Linked DNA regions of Mus musculus: region 2 is linked to region 1. The links are chromatin contacts, called in public promoter capture Hi-C maps. All regions are on one chromosome and are shown on one strand. The core of a region is the stretch at or near the end of the contact, and the rest is flanking DNA. Distances in the headings are between cores, read along the strand shown.

Region 1 (2,700 bases), core at 71-2,570:
CAGAAGCCTTGTCTTGAAAAATAAACAAACAAACAAAAACAAAAATCAAACAAAAGACAAAATTCATTGAGACTGGAGAGATGTCTCAGGTTACTAACAGTGTCTGCGCCTCCAAAAAGACACGGGTTCAATTCCCAGAATCCACATGGCAGATCTAAACTGTAACTCCAGTCCCAGAAGATCTGACAACCTCACACAAGACATACAAGCAAGCAAAACAGCAATCTGGAGGAGCAAGGCGATGGAATTAAAATCCCAGCACACCTCCCATTACTACAGAGAGGGGGGTTTTGTCTCAAAATAAAAATAATAGTAGCCGGGCGGTGGTGGCGCACGCCTTTAATCCCAGCACTTGGGAGGCAGAGGCAGACGGATTTCTGAGTTCAAGGCCAGCCTGGTCTACAAAGTGAGTTCCAGGACAGCCAGGGCTATACAGAGAAACCCTGTCTCGAAAAAAAAAAATAGTAATAATGGTGATGATGGTGATATAGTAATAATAGAATCATTCTTTCCATTAAATTATAAGGAGGAAAGGGGGCCTGAAACCGGAAGCTCGTGTCTAAAGTATACAAATATAAACAAAGTATTTCTTTTTGTGATCGCAACCATAACTGAAGTGGCAAAGGAAAGGGTATCGGCTTTTGATTTTCATTCCCACACATTATTATGTTTTTGCTAGCTGTAACATGTTTTAGTTCGGATTCAAAGTTTAAACCCACAGTTAACTACTTATAAGATGTTTGCATATATAGTTCCCCGACGCCTCCCACCAACTACAGACCACGAAGGCAGGGTTAAGCGGGCCCGCCGTTGTGCCTCAACTGCAGAGCACGCCTCTAAAGCGTCCCGCACCCGCATCCCTTACACTGGTGACGACCAGTCCCCCACCACAGGGTTCTGCCGCCAGTGACTGGACGCCAAGGACCGCGCCACCGCCCCAGATCTCCTTACTCTCCAAGGTGCGCGTGCGGCACCATCTTCCCGCCGAACGTGATGCTGGAGCTCGGATCCAAGCCCAGCGCCTGCAGGTACATCCAGAGATGCTGCTTCTCGAAAGCGGAGTCCCGGGCCGAGCTCATGCTTTCCACGGGCAGGGCGACTGTGACGGAGGAAAACGAAGGCACCGAAGCCGTGAGGACCCTTGGACCCCTCCTACAGGCATCCCGGGGTGACGACAACCCCTCTGCGGCGGCCGCCCGCTGCCTCCTCTCCGAGAGCCATCCCACCACAAAAGGCCGAACGCGCCCAGAAAAACAGACAGTGACTGCAGCGCTCCACGCAAACCAAGACTCCCGCGCTTGCGGAAGACTACACTGCGCAGGCGCAGGCGCAGTCCCGACTTCCGGGACTGGTCTTCCTAAGAGGACTCAATCTCCCACCATGCAATGCATCCCTGTCTCCGGGCACATGAAGTCCCTGAGAGAAACTATAAGACCCACAAAGCATTGCGTGACCAGCCAATTGCCCCAAGGTCCGGAAACCGGGTGTTTTCTAGAGCCCTCCCGGCCTTAGTTCCGGATTCTTTGCGTTTTAGGTTTCTGTTGCTCGGGTTGTGATTGCTGTTCAGTAAAAGCTACATTGTAGCTCCTTATAGTGAGTGATGCAGGTGTATGGCCCTAAACAAATCATCTTTTCCTTTATTTTAAGACAGGGTCTTGTCCGGTGGAGGCAGCGGTGTACTCCTTTAATCCCAGTACTCAGAGGAGAAGAACTTTGTTAGTTCGAGAACACTACTGATTTCCGGGACAGCCAGAGCTACACAAAGAAACCCTGTCTCGAAATAAAACAAAGCAAAACCAAAAAGGCAGGATCTTGCTATGTAGCTCTAACTTTATGTAGCGCAGTCTGGCGTCGAAGACTGTACCTGCCTTCCTACTATATGAATTAATGGGCAAGAGTCACAGGGGCCGATGGAGTTGTTCATTGATCACCTCATCTAGAGTGCTTGGCAAAATTTTTATTATCAAATGTTTCTTTGGTCGTGGAGGTTGCAAGTCGAGATTTCTTTTAGCCTCCTCTGGCCTTGAACTCCCTTCCCAAAGGAAGATGACCCTGAATTCCTAATTCTGGAATGCTCTCCATCTTTGTGGGAGGCACCACCAGCCATACTTCAACTTGCTGTACTAGAAATCTGTCTCTCACCGGGCAGCACTTGGGAGGAGAAGACAGGCGGATTTCTGAGTTGCAGGCCAGCCTGGTCTACAGAGTGAGTTCCAGGACAGCCAGAGCTATTCAGAGAAACCCTATCTCGAATAACAACTACAACAAAGTCTGTCTCTCTGCTGAGTGTCAGGAGTCATAATGGGACAAGCATCATCCTGAAGTGGTCTACTTCGGATTATTAGATGACCTGCGACAGGTGCACCCTTATTAAGCAAGGCTGTAAGGAATTCATTTTAGGGAAGATTCCTGCTATTAATATTGCTTTTCCTGTTATTATTAAAAATATATAACAATCACTAAGTAGTAGCACACCCCTTTGGAGCAGATCTCTGCAGATCCATGAAGATGTATTGTCTTGTAGTGATGCCATATAGACAAATAGATGACTTAAGTCATCATGATGATCCTATAAGAATTCCTAAAATTTTATCTGTGATTATTAAGCTCATTTTTACTGGGACTCCTATTAAGTCGTTTTTGATAGTCAAAACTGCAATGAGAACTCGGCCAATTTTCCACATGTTACCAGTTCTTAGA
Region 2 (2,700 bases), core at 1-2,500, 2.2 Mb after region 1:
ACTGGTCTGTTAGGAGTATAAATCAACTGGGATTTCTTTTGTCAGGTGCTTTAGAACCAAGAATGTGCAAGATCCTGGTAGATTTCTGAGAGAAAGAGCAAAGTTTTGAATTGCTTGAAAAAGATTTGAAAGCGATAGTCAGAGACACAGGTAGCTAAAAGACTATGTATAAATATAACAAATAAAATCAGAACAACATTCCATGCAATGAAAGAGAAAAATCAGGGAAAAGGTGCTATAACCACAGAGAAGAAATCTTAAACTGAAAGAATTCAGTGTGTCAAAGAAGAATGCAGGTAGAGGGTAACAACCCACATGAGGTGCCTTTGTCACAAATGAGTGTTTGTGTGAATGTGTAATTCTGTGTGATTGTATGTGTGTGTGAATGAGAGAGAGAGAGAAAGAGAGGGGGAAGAGAGAAAGAGTGAGAAAGGGAGAGAGAGAGAGAGAGAGAGAGAGAGAGAGAGAGAGAGAGAGAGAATGCACAAACCTGTAATGTTGTGAATGTTGTGATCACGGCTCTTGTACATGCACTGGTTCTCTAATGCAACTGTGGGTTCACACTCAGCTCATTGAGTTTAATAGCAAGCTTTGTGCACCCTGCATCCTCCTGATGGCACTAAAATTATCAGATAAATAACTAATGTACAGTGATTATTAAATCAAGCTTCATATAAATTTATGTTACTTTTAATGAAGGTAACTCAAAAAACCAATTTTAGGACTTTAAATATTGGGAACTTTTAAAGTATCCCTTTGCTTCAATGTATATTAATTGAGAGAAACATGCAACCATACCTTGTATTATGATTTAAATACTCTGTAAGCAATATAAATAAAATAATAATTAATTATAAAATCAATTTGGTTAATGTTTGTAGACTATTTTACAGAAAACTTTGATTTATACTAAATATGTAAATTTCAAGTAAGGACAGTTTATCAGTACTGTAACAGTTAATGAAAATTCAAATTAGGAAAAGAAATGTAAGAAAGCTTTTGATGAGGACCAGTGAAAGAGGAAGCAATAATGAAAACCACAATGGTTTAGAAAACACCCAGACGCAAGCAGAGAATGAGTTAAAGAAAGTGAAAAGACAAGTGGAAAGTGATGGAAGGGCATTCAGAAAGTAAAAACCAGTGTTTGCCCTATTTAAGACACATTCACCCAGGATGGTCTTCAGAGAACCTAGAGGGGAAGGATCAGGACCAAACAGTCCAGAAGACCAGAAGCTTTGGCAACACTCACCATGGCTAGGCTCTGTGCTTTCCTGATGGTCCTGGCGGTGCTGAGCTACTGGCCAACCTGCTCTCTAGGATGTGACCTTCCTCAGACTCATAACCTCAGGAACAAGAGAGCCTTGACACTCCTGGTACAAATGAGGAGACTCTCCCCTCTCTCCTGCCTGAAGGACAGGAAGGACTTTGGATTCCCGCAGGAGAAGGTGGATGCCCAGCAGATCAAGAAGGCTCAAGCCATCCCTGTCCTGAGTGAGCTGACCCAGCAGATCCTGAACATCTTCACATCAAAGGACTCATCTGCTGCATGGAATACAACCCTCCTAGACTCATTCTGCAATGACCTCCACCAGCAGCTCAATGACCTGCAAGGCTGTCTGATGCAGCAGGTGGGGGTGCAGGAATTTCCCCTGACCCAGGAAGATGCCCTGCTGGCTGTGAGGAAATACTTCCACAGGATCACTGTGTACCTGAGAGAGAAGAAACACAGCCCCTGTGCCTGGGAGGTGGTCAGAGCAGAAGTCTGGAGAGCCCTGTCTTCCTCTGCCAATGTGCTGGGAAGACTGAGAGAAGAGAAATGAGTCCTGAGCCAAAGTGTAGAGGACTCTTCCAGACTAGAACACTGTACCTCTCTGCTCATATCTCTGTCATCTCAAAACTGTCATTCATTTTGGCAGGAATTCAAACAATTTGCCTAAATATTTCTGTAAAGGCACTTGTTCTCTTTCAATTCAGTTCTATGTATACATGTATGTATGCATGTATGTATGTATGCTTGTATGTATTTATTTATTTATTTATTTGTGTTTATTTATTCACTTATTTAACTATCTGTGTGATGTAACATATATTGCAGCATAATTTGGTAAAGTTATGTTTTTTATAAATTATTACTAAATGTAACTTGTTTTATTTGTTCATTCTTTAATTATTTTAAAATTTTATGTTGTGTATACTGGTATTTTTCAGTAAAGAAATTATATACATAATCAAGCTTCCAAGTATTGTAGTTACATATGACATTGCATAGTGTTCAGGCGATTAGATTTATTTCTCATCCATTCATGGTTAATTCCTACGTCTTTTCTTTTCTCCTGTGTATTGTATTCTTCTGAATGCCCAGACAACACACTGTTCAGGGATCAGGCATAAGATCTTGCTCCTGTCAAACTGTGTAAAGGGATCGGTATTTCTACAAGACACTCCACAACCATGTTCTTAGCACAAAGGTCATTTACCTGACCTGGAAAGACAAAGGACCAAGAATAAGACAAGGACAGGCGATAGAGGACTAGGGAGAAGGGGAAGGGAAGAAGGAAGAAGGGGAAGAGATACTGTCCTGGGGGTGGGAGCACAAAGGACTCCCTCTGGATAGAGAGGAAGCAAACATGGCCCATAGGCAGATGGCAATTAATAAAAGTAAAAGGAGGGAAACCTCTGTTAGGATGAGGTGTTTGATAT

The links. Promoter capture Hi-C pulls out the DNA fragments that hold promoters and counts their contacts.
Region 2: a promoter capture Hi-C map of pre-B cells shows a contact between it and region 1, with 5 times the contacts expected there. The contact joins the promoter of Ifna1 here to the promoter of Haus6 in region 1.

What each region holds. Positions count from the first base shown.
Region 1 is chr4:86,610,735-86,613,434 of GRCm38.p6, forward strand. Haus6 (HAUS augmin-like complex, subunit 6) reads right to left here and starts at 1,321. Exons shown (of 17, transcript NM_173400.3): 1 at 952-1,321. The coding sequence starts at 1,079.
Region 2 is chr4:88,848,837-88,851,536 of GRCm38.p6, forward strand. Ifna1 (interferon alpha 1) reads left to right here and starts at 1,251. Exons shown (of 1, transcript NM_010502.2): 1 at 1,251-1,820. The coding sequence starts at 1,251. The coding sequence ends at 1,820.